2 separate regions of the Mus musculus genome follow, and region 2 is linked to region 1. Evidence: chromatin contacts called from public HiChIP or PLAC-seq data. All regions are on one chromosome and are shown on one strand. Each heading gives the region's core, a stretch centred on a gene start, on an enhancer-like site or on the middle of the called end of the contact. The rest is flanking DNA. Distances are from core to core; before and after follow the strand shown.

Region 1 (5,474 bases), core at 2,214-4,713:
CACTGATGGATCGTTCTCCCACTGATGGATCGTTCTCCCACTGATGGATCGTTCTTCCACTGATGGATCGTTCTCCCACTGATGGATCGTCTGAGGAAGACTCCTGAACTACCAAATGGGCTTAGAATTCTCCTCCAAGGTATAACCCTTTGATGGGTGTTTGGTAAAATGATTTGAAGGCTGGCCTTCAAATACGTTGCACCAAGCACCCTACTAACTACCAATACCTGCTCTAAATCCTTTGCATGTGTTACAATAATCCTATAAAATAAGTGCTGCTGCTCCCAGCCCCGGCTTACCAACAGGGAAACTGAGGTAGAGAGGGTAAGGTCAGGACAGTTCATTGTGGTGGATGTGGGATTCTGATGCAGAAGTTGGGTGGCACAGGGAGAGAGTTCAGCTGGCTGCTCAGATGTTTGTGGGACCCGTACAGTATACTAACAGAGTCTGATTACACAAATTTGGAGTCCCCTCAAAAGAACTTTACATTTAATTTTAGTGGGGGAACTAGTGTTTTTGAGCTAAGGGCGTCGTGTAGCATAGGCTGGCCTTGAACTCTTGCCTCCATCTCCCAAGTGCTAAGATTACAGCTCTGAGCACGTTCTCGGTCGTCACGATATTGGGGGTGGAAACCTCAGCCTCACAAAAGCTGGCCAGGCACCCTAATAACTGAGCTGCACCCTAACCCGTGGAGCCATGACGATAATGCCTTGGGGGTGGAGGGCAGACTCTGTCCCCAAACAAATCTGAAAATGAGACTATATGCATCAAGTCCTCTCTCCCCAGGTCAAGCCTTCACCCCACAATTCAGTTCTACAACGCCACATAACTGAGGGCTCCGAGGACCTTGCCATAAATGCCTCCCTCAGAATCAGAACAAAACTGATTAGAACCCTGAATGAGACACAGGATCTGAGAGCTCTCAGCCTGGCCTCGCCCAAATCAGGTACTAGAAGTATATACGCAGGCAGTTTGCTAAGACACCTGGACCCCAAGCCTGTCTGGACCCCAGTCTCTCCAGTTAACAAGCGACCTGCCCTCGTTTACAGCGGTGACTAAGGACGGAGCAATTTCTCACCCTAACATCCCAGGCTGGTGCACCTCAAGGACCCCTGGCTAGTCGAGCACCTCCCATGGGAACACACCTCTTCCAGGGGTTAGATGACATCTGGGGAACAACCCACATAGTCAACGAGATTCCAAAACTGTTCAGTACATCAGTAATCCCGTAAAAGGGCTTTCCTCCTCCTCTCCGGAGACACGCTGCCATCTCTCTGTGACTGGCAGTTACCTCTGACAAAAGGCAACTTTTCCTGGCTGAACTAAGAAGGGACTGAAACTTTGGGGCCTCAACCAAAGCTCTGCGTGCAGTTAGTTAATAAGGTTCTCCTGAGCCCTTTCCAAAGCATACGGCAGAAAGCACACTGGACCCCCCCAACCAAGAGCTAGATTTGCACCCGACACCCTCATCCCCAGGTTCTCATGGGAAACTCCCTGTACCGCGCTGTGCACAGAGGACAAGGCCCATGACACAGCAGTAAATCATTCTCGGCCCCCTAATTTCTTCACCCTCCTTTTACAGCTAAAGGACCGGGCTGGAAAGGGCTCCCTGTACTGGTTTTTTTTTTTTTTTTTTTTTTGGCTTTTGCCTCTAAGGCCTACAGTTTGAAAGGTCCTTTGCAAGGGAGGCAGTGACCAGCAAAATATACTGCTGCCTCCCCTAGAACATGGGTAAAAGAGAGCAGTCCCAGAGAGTGTTCATCAGGCGATGACGGCTGCCAGGGCGCTGCATTCCTGTGACAGATGGTTGGGTAAGATACGGACTTTCCTGCCGAAATCATTCTTGCCTGATTAGCAGCGGAGCAAAACAAAAACAGAACACGGTTTGCTAAACTGCGTGTGAAGTCGCCTATTCCTGAACGCTTACCCAAGCAACACACCTTACCACCGGGGCTGTAAATATTTACTTTCCTTGGGAACAGATTCAAGGGAAATAGAACAGGGTCTGGTGTTTGAAAACACTGGATTAACTCCGATACAAAGAAATAAAACACACGCACACACAAAGAGAAGCTCTGGAAGACAGGATGCATTGGGTGTCTCTCCTAGGAAAATCCTCCTATTTCCAGAATCGCACATGCTCCGTGGGTTGCCCTCATATCCCAGCTGGAAGAGAATTCCCATCTTACCCCACTCCACCCACGGGGCACCAGTCATATTAGTTTCCTCCTGACTTCTCGAGCACACCCTGGGCTGGAAGGCTTGCCTTCTGCATGTGCTCCCAGCCCTTGCGCCCTCCCCTTCATGGAGACTTCTTTGTCAAGTTCTCTCAGATCCTCATCCTTTTGATATGAGGGCCCAAGTTCAATTCCCGGGTCCCATCAGAGCATGGCAGCAAGCATTTGTAATACCAGCAGTGGGCAGGAGCTGGGCAAAGACAAATGGATTCCTGGAGCGTGTATGTTGATCGGCCAGAGATTCCTAATTGACAAATGTCAGGGTCAGTGAGAGACCTGGTCTCAAAAACTAAGGCTGAGAACAGAGAGCTCTGGCCTCCCAGTGCAAGGGAGTAAGCTAGAGCTGTCCCTCTCCCTGGCTTCTTCCTCTTCGCCACCCCCATCTCCCTCACTCCACTCTCTATAACTGAAAACACAACTAGGAAATTTCGGGGCTGGGATTTGCCTCAGTGGTAGAAGAATTAACTGGCAGGCATGAGGACCTGCATGCAAGCCCTAGCACCAAACCATGGAAATTATTATCTGGGGGTTCGGGTGTGGGTGTGGCATAGAAAACCCACTCTTCTAAAACAAGCATGGTTTGGGGCAGCTGGGAGAGAGTCAGGAAAGAGATCAGCCTTGTCAGTTGCTGCTTCGTGTTCTGAAAATACAGCCCAGGTTTGGATAAACACAGCCCAGGCTGGCCTTGAACTCAATATATGGGATATGCTAGTCTTGAACTCAGCAATCCTCCCACCCAGGTCCTAAGTGCTGGGATTAAAGGCCCACACTACCATCCCCACTTCTGTTATTTAAAAACATCTTTTTTGGTTTTAAGTAAAGTTCCCTTCAGCTGAACTGAAACTAGAAAGGTAAACTAGAGAAATGACCACACAAATATTCCCTTCGAGTAGCACGGAGGTTAAGATGATGCTCTCAGGAAAAAGGCCTTGGTCTGCCTTAATTCTGTTTCATACTTTAGGTATGATGGTTTTAGTCTATGGCTTCAGAAATTTTATTAAGTGCTTTTAAGTTAAAACAAAACAAAAGATGAGGCCTGCATCAGATACAACCACATCTCCACACCCTCCCACCCCAAGGTTCTGAGTCTGCAGCCACCTGGACAGACCCTTTTCATCCCACAGTCCGGCTCTGTGCCTACAGTGCACTGAGCCTCCAGGACAGCTGGAAAGATCTCCTGCAGTTACAGATGCATTCCAGAGAGAGTTTGGAAGGAGAGACGCACAAGCCAGGGCCGCCGCCTCGCGCCTCCTGCCCGGGCATGCTCATTTGGATAACCAAGCTGCTCCTCGCCCATGCAGCTCATCCTGCATAAAGGTCTGCTGGGTGGCAGAGGCCACAGCTTGTACAAACCCTTGGAGTCTAATATTAAATGAAAGATTCTTCAACTCTATCCAGATGACAAATGTCCACAGGGGCCTGCACTCTCCTACTCTAGGAAAGCTGTCGTTTGAAATTCAAAATAAGGGGCTGGAGGGATGGCTCAGTAGAGGGAAAGTACTTGCTGAGCAAGCAAGAGGACCTGAATGTGGATGTCCAGCACCACAGGTAAAGTCAGCCACAGCAGTGCACGTCTCTAACCCCGTGCTACGGGTGGCGGGGAGACCGGAGGCTCTCAGGGCTCGCTCACCACCAGCATTGCTAAAACAACAAATTCTAGATTCGGAGGGAGACCCTGCCCAAATAAATAAATAAATAAATAAATAAATAATAAATAATAAATAATAAATAATAAATAAAAGACACCTGGCATTGACTTCTGACACACAGACACATACAGTCACATATAAACACAGACACAAATACAGACACTCACATACATAAACATACACACACAGACACACACATAAACACACAGATACACAGACATAAACATATACACACACATAAACACACACGAACACACAGAGGTACACATATAAACACACACACATAAAGACACAGACCCACATACAGATATAAACATATTCAGACACACACACACACCATACAGATAAAAGTAACTTTAAAAGCTAAGGCACCAGTTATGAATGCAAGCCCTGTGAGAGCGACAGCTCAGTGGATGAGCAACTGTGCACAGCACAAAGCCTTGAGCTCCATCACCAACACTTGAATGAAAAGAGATAGCAGGGCAACTGAAGCCGAGTGTGCCCGTCCCCTGTGGCACAGCAGTGAGAGGCTGAAGGTAGCCAGAGCTGAAGGGATGCAGCACCACAGACAGGGACCACCGTGGCCTGTGAGGACACCACACACTGGCTACTCCTTCTACAGGCACCGTCTCTCTTGTTGTTGACTCTACAAACTGCATCTAAAACAATAAAAATACAATAGCAGTGAACTATGCTGAGGTTTTCAGATGCCTGCCTTTCAAAACAGACTACGGTAATTCACGAAATCGGTCCAGCTTAACAGGAAATGCCAAATAGACAGTAAGGGCAGAAAGAAGTCCTGAGTCTGCATATGGAGGACAGAAGAGGAGCGCCTAGGACAGGGTTGAAAAGGAGCTAAAGTGGGGAGGGGGAACAAAAGGGTAAAGGGTGAGAAAGACATTGCATAGATTTAACTCTGTGTGTGTGTGTGTGTGTGTGTGTGTGTATGTGTGTGTGTGCATGCGCGCGTGTATGCATATGTGTGTGCCTACATGCATATGTATGCATGTGTGAATGCATGTGTCTATGTATGTGCCGGTACACTCATACATGCATGCATATGTACCTGAATGCATATGTGTATGTTTGTGCGTGTGTGTATGTGCTTGTATGTGTGTACCTGCAAGCATGTGTATATGGATGTGTGTGTGTGTGCGTGCATACATGTGTGAGTGAATGTGTGTATGTCTGTGCATATGTGCTCATGGGTGCATATGTGTGTATGCATGTGTGTGTGTGTGTGTGTGTGTGTGTGTGTGTGTGTGTGTGTGAGCTATGCTGCTATCTAGGTATGAAATGTCACAAGGAAACATCCTTTATACACTACGTTTAAAAACCCACGGTTTTCAGCAGAGAAGACTCAAGAACAAGAGTGGAGACTGCAACAGAGCCTGATTCCCATGAGCTCAGGAGCCTGGAAACCAGAGTAAACTGCACAAGCAGAGATTCTCAACTGTGAGCCTCCCCACCCCTTTGGGGTTACATATGAGATGTCCTGCATATCAGCTATTCATTCACATTACGATTCATAATGGTAGCAGAATTAGTTTTGAAGGAGCAACAAAAGTAACTTTACATCGGGGGGTCA
Region 2 (5,766 bases), core at 2,014-4,513, 76 kb before region 1:
AGGCACTTACAGTGGGTGTGAGGTGCTTTCATGATTTCCTAGGCATGGTTTCCAGAAAACACCCACCACACACAGCTCTGCAGAGCTGGAGAAATAAGACATGGTTGCATACTGGAGACGCTTTTATCTGCGTTGCCAGCAGTCGCCCCACATCCAAAGAAGAGCACAAGAACCCCCCTCGCTAGCCTCCGTTCACATCCCCAGGACGCCTGCTGCTTGTCCTGCTTTAAGAAAGGCAAGGTCTGGCCTTGACACTTTAAGGTGAGCAGTGCCAGTACATGGCTTCAGATGGATGTCCTAGAACTGCAGATATTCTGCTGAAGATCAAACCCCAAGTCTCTGAGCTAAGAAGGGGTTCTCTTTGTCTAAAGTGAATTCTTAACACCGCTGTGCTGGTTAGGATGACAAATGTCCCCCGTAAGCTCACGTGTTAGAAAACATCACCACCAGCTGGGAGAAGTGTTTGGGAAAGTTATAGAACCTTTCTAGGTAGCAGAACCTTGCTGGAGGAAACAGGTCACCAGGGACAGTCCTGAGGCATCATAGCAGTCTGCTCCCTGCTGATTCTGCACACTGGTTGCTTATGCAATGTGACCCACTGCCCCAGTGCCTTCTCCAGCACCAAAGGCCAAGGTAAGATTGACCTTCCTCCTTCAAGTTGCCGCTCGTCCAGTCACAGAGAAGAAAAAGTAACTAATTTATCAACTAATGTCACATGACACTGGGAAGCTGAAGCCACTCGGGCCCGTGGCACTAACTCTGAACATGTGCAGGGGCAGGGACAGCCTGTTACCTTCACGGGGAAGATCTCCTGTCCAAATCCATCCAAACGCTCTACCTCGTTGATGTACATCAGTTCAGCTTCAGCCGGCAGGATCCCGCTACAATCCAAACAGCGCCACGGGAGGAAACGGTTAGCAGTACAAAAGTGACTGGAAACCCTCAGGATCCTAACGGCAAACTCTAGAGCTGCGGCACTGGGGATGGCAAACCTTTCCACCAGAAAGGACGGTACCTTATCAACTGTGGCATTGGCATTCAGCTGCCTTTTACTCAACAATAAATAAATAAATAAATAAATAAATAAATAAATAAGAAAAAGAAGGTAAGTTACTCAATTAAGACACCTAGCCTTAAAAGCACTAACTATTCCACACACCTCTGTGGACAGTGTTGTCTACTTTGAAAAGATACCAGTTTGCTCAGGACTATGAAGATTTTCCATAATTTTAGAAAGGAAAAATTTTCAAGAGAGAGGAGGGGCAGGGAGGGAGAGGAAGAGAGTAAGGAAGAAAAGATAAGGACAGGAAGAGGGAGGGAGGAAGCACAACCAGGAGTTGGGAGGAGACAGAATGTGTGCTGCGTTGGCCGGACAGGCTCTCGGACTCCGCCTGCCTTACCTATGAGCTTTGTGTTCCTGGGCCACCTTCTGGGTTAGCTCCTCCAGAGCCGCCTCCTCCATGGCCAAATCCTGGAAGAACAGGATTACAGATCAGGGGTGGTGTCTGACAGTGGCTCTCTTGACAGGTGTCTCCAGTGATGCACCCGCCCCCTCCCCAGAAGACTAGGCTCAGGTATATGGTCCCTACTGTTGCACACACGTCTTCTCCATAGCCAATGGGACCCGTTAGGCAGAAAGCTCCAGGCCTCACCCAGCTCTGCCTCCTCAGCCAGCTTTTCTTTTACGTGGGTTCTGGGAATCAAACTTACGTCCTTACAAGCTCATTACTGTCCATCTGTCTCCACAGCCTGCGGGTATGTGTTTTTTAATGATTAGGGCAGAAGCCAATGAGTATCCATGCAGGCTATCATTTTTAAGAGTTGAACATTGGAATCTGCTGTGCCAGGACCTTTTGCCTGCCTCTAAAATTCCAGGCAATGAGTTTAAACTGTGTGGTGGCAGAGCTGGCTCTTTCTGGTGTTACTTGCTGCTCAGCATGGGAGGGGCTGGAACACACCTCAGGACACCTACAGGACTGTCTGCAGGACCTCATGTGTACATGTCCTCCTTAGTGCCTCAGCCAAGGCATACTGGATATGCCCAGACTGTCAGGCACCAAGAGGGCAAAGCATGCACATCTGGCTTCTATGCTCCATAGGTAACGGCAAGAAATCTTCCAGCTACGTCCTGCTGAGGGCGTCTCCCTGCTCCTGCTGTCTAGGGTACAGGGCGGGGTCTGAAATGCGGGCGGATTCATACAAAGTGTGAGGGAATGCTTGTTGTGTGAGCAGGAACACCTGAGGTCTAGCCTTAGAATCCACGAGGAGAAAATATGGCTTGGGTGTCTTACGGGGTTTGACGTGGGTGCTGGGAACAACTGAAACAGATGGCTTGGGAGGCCGACAGTCTGCAAGGCTGGAACCTGGAGCTCGCTGCCCTGAAGATGCAGCCTAGTGAGTGAATTCCAGGCAAACAAGAGGCCCAGCTTCAAAACCCAAAGTGGACCAGCACTCTAGAAATGATAGCCAGGGCTGATTTCTGCACGCGCGCGCGCACACACACACACACACACACACACACACACATATCTTAAATAGCATTTATTTATATAGAAGTTCACTTCCAATGTCATAAGCCTACATGGGTGCAACCCTTACACCAAACCCAAAATAGACATGGCTGAGAACTACTCTATCTCAAAACAACAACGTGAGGAACTGGTATTGTTGAAAGTTGAAGAAATGAGCCCATAACTGTGTCTGGAAGTTCTGTTCTGTGGATTCTAGAAGGCCCTAAGCGCCCGAGAAACAGAGAAGTAGATGAACCCCAAAGGGCTCTTTCTTATTATTGGTATTGATTGACTTCTGGACAGCCACTGGGATGACAGGAAGGAAATAAACAGGCTTCCTGTTGTGAGACTCGAGGGGTCTTGTGTGCTTGACACCCTAACTGCTCCCATGCCTCTCAGGCAGCAGCCATACCAGGTGCTGGCTAATTCTAAGAGGCACAAAGGAAGAGAATGAATTGAAGATCAAAGGGCTTCACTAAACCTCCTGTTCCGACTTTGAAAGGGCCCCAAAGTACCCTCCTGCTTCTATCTGCAGCTCCGTGTCTCCAGCTGTGCATATGTGGGGGGAGGGGCGGGGCGAGGTGAGGCTTGCACACCCCAGAGATGTGTAAGAGTGTGGCAGTGCTGGATAACAAACGGCAGGGAGTGCGGTACAGCCACACACCTGTGGGCCGTCTGTGTACTTTGTTCTCTTCTCTGCTGAAGAAATGCCATCTGCCAAGTCAGTGACTAGGCAGGATCAAACAGGGCCATTCATCCCGCGTCCCTCCCCCAGCTGAAGAATGCATGCTTCCCTTTGAAAGCTCCGGTAGAACCTAGCTGAAGGTTGACAACTTTCCATGGCTCCCCGCTGCTTGCACAATGAGATCGACACCTGGGCCTGGCATCTGGACCTTTCTTCAGTGGGACCCAGTGGTTCCTTCCAAACCGCCTCCTCTGAGAGTGCAGAGCCTCGGGCAAGCTGCTGTTCTTAACACAGCCATTACTGGTTTTATTTACACTGGTGCCCACACTTCTGGAGAGAACTACACAGTACATCATGCAATGGGAAATGCCCCATGTCAGCTATCGCTCCCTCCACGGTGCCTTCCCTCACCTGGACATGCCCTCTCTGCTGTGGGCACCCCCCACACCTCTTCTGGGTGTTCTTTCTACAGTGTTTCCACTGTGGTTATCTGTACAGCACCCTAGCTCCTTCCTTGCCCCCATCCCCCTGACAGAATATGACTACCTCAAGGGCAGCAATTCTTCCCATCCTGTGGGAAGCCAGTCACAGGGCTTTTCCAAAATGACCCTTCCAAGTTCATAAGACAAACTAAGCGGTCAATAAATATCACGGAACTAAACTTGGTGGACGGCATGTGACTTTCGTATTATTAGACAAGAGGTTTTGATTATGCCAAACTGGTTAACGGTAGTTTGTCCATCCCTCTGCTTACCCTGTCTGCTTGCATTACAAAATGCAGACAGTGGCACTGATCAACTCATTTGCATATCATAGAGTCACTCTAATAGTAACACACCCAAATGACTGGTCACTGAGAACTTGCCCTGGACCAAGCTCAGATGGATGGTTTCCCTGATCTTCACAACGGTGCTGGCTTTATTCTCATCTCAGATGAGGCCATCAGCTAATTTGCTCAAGGTCATAAGGCCAGTTAGGGGTGTTAACCCCAATACAGCCTCAGCACCACCCAGCAAGTATGTGGTGAAGTTTCAGAACACAGACTACCCAGGACAGATCATGGCAGGATGGACTGGGGATATGTGCGCAGAGAAGAAAGATGAGGGCTGAGCCCAAGCCTAGGCCCATTCCAGACTCATGCACACAGGAATCCACCGACTTCTTATTCAGCATTCCCAGAGGACTTTAGGGGAGGATAAAAACACTTCTGATCTTTCCTACACAGCAGCCCCTAGACACACACTTGGCTACTGAACAGTAAGAGATAGCCAGTGTGGACAGAAAACTCAACCTCTAACTTCATTTAACTTTAATTTAAATTTGAATATAAACATCCACTGAAGTTAATGATAAACCATTCTGCAGAGAGCAAGCTTAGACCTAAGAATAATAATCTTGATAGTTGGGAGTCAGGATAGCTGAGGCAGGACAATCTCATGTTCAAGGTCAACATAGGCTACATATTAAGTTCTAAGTTAGCTTGGGAAATTTTGTGAGACCTTGCCTCAAAATAAAACAATATCAAAAAGGCCAGGGAAATATTTTCATCACTGGGTACTGTCTGGCATGTCTTAAACCCAGATTAATCCCTTATCCTGCAGGCAGGTGTGGAGCGAGGACTCTGTGAAGAAGGGCCTACTGGCTGAGCGGGCAGTTTGCACTACTTGGCACGCTGATTCCTTAGAAGGATTTTGTTCAGGGCAAAGGCAAAGGCACTGACAGAGCCATGGTCCAGAGGGAAAGCTTCTGGAAGGCTCTCCATCAACGGTAAGCACTAGGCGTGCTCGGAGTCTGCTGTGATCCCTGAGCTGACATCATGGACATAAGAAACCCCAATCTCCAAAACCAGAAAGAATAAAAACCTCCAGGTTTCATCACCTCATGCTTAGTTTCTCCCGAGCGCCAAAGCTGATCTCTTTCCCTCTCTTACCCCCTTTGCCTTCTTGCCTTTTTTTCTTGCATGTGTATGCAAGCGCATACATGCATGCATGGGTGTGCTTGTGTGTGTGTGTGCACCCACATGCATGGGAGTGCATGTTGTGTGGAAGTCAGAAGGCAACCTCATGCGAGTACTCAGGTACCTTCCACCTTTTGCCTGCCTTACGATCTCTTCCTACCCTGGAGCTTTGCTGAGTTGGCTAGGCTACCAGGCCAGCAAGCTTCCAGAGATCTGCCTGTCTCTGCTTCCCCAGTGCATCACTGCTGGGATACAGGCACATGCCATAGCACCCAGCTTTTTTGTGGGTTTTACAGACCAAAGTCAGGCCTTCATGCTGACAGAGGAAGCGGGTTTTATTTATTCCAACCAACTTTTGGAGTCTGCTTTTGTGTTTTAATGTCTCTCTTGGTATCTAAACTGTATCTCCTATCCAGACTCCATGCGCGCACCCACCAGCAAAAGGTCTTCAGGCAGGGAAATGGACGACGATGGAGGAGGAGGTTCCAGAGACCATCACAAGGAAAAGCGCAACTGTAGAGAGACTGGTGACCCTTCGTCCACCCGAGCTTCACTCAGCTAAGGGCGCATGCTCTGAGAAATCTGTGTCTGTAAGTCCTTGGGAGCTCACATTA

The links. HiChIP or PLAC-seq counts read pairs in DNA pulled down with a chosen protein or histone mark.
Region 2: an H3K27ac HiChIP or PLAC-seq map of epiblast stem cells shows a contact between it and region 1. The contact joins two enhancer-like sites. A contact is called at or near these places in 6 of 484 Hi-C or Micro-C datasets (CD8 T cells, the MC3T3-E1 cell line, embryonic stem cells and 3 more), 7 of 115 datasets of contacts at active chromatin or transcription factors (double positive thymocytes, embryonic stem cells, epiblast stem cells and 3 more) and 2 of 9 other capture datasets (adipose tissue and pancreatic islet).

The regions. Positions count from the first base shown.
Region 1 is chr1:189,753,245-189,758,718 of GRCm38.p6, reverse strand. All of the region lies in intron 1 of Ptpn14 (protein tyrosine phosphatase, non-receptor type 14), which reads right to left. Among named protein-coding and RNA genes, the nearest start is that of Gm51739, 23 kb to the left of the region's middle. Within about 2 kb of position 3,463, at least 81 of the 459 cell types and tissues checked have an H3K27ac peak or open chromatin away from gene starts, as enhancers often do. A contact at or near this core is called in embryonic stem cells, epiblast stem cells and stem cell-derived epiblast-like cells, where this site is marked.
Region 2 is chr1:189,828,433-189,834,198 of GRCm38.p6, reverse strand. Ptpn14 (protein tyrosine phosphatase, non-receptor type 14) reads right to left here. Exons shown (of 19, transcript NM_008976.2): 6 at 1,401-1,471; 7 at 794-881. Gm26574 (a long non-coding RNA gene) reads left to right here. Exons shown (of 4, transcript XR_003948568.1): 4 at 1-1,058. Among named protein-coding and RNA genes, the nearest start is that of Gm26574, 7.0 kb to the left of the region's middle. Within about 2 kb of position 3,263, at least 61 of the 459 cell types and tissues checked have an H3K27ac peak or open chromatin away from gene starts, as enhancers often do. A contact at or near this core is called in embryonic stem cells, epiblast stem cells and stem cell-derived epiblast-like cells, where this site is marked.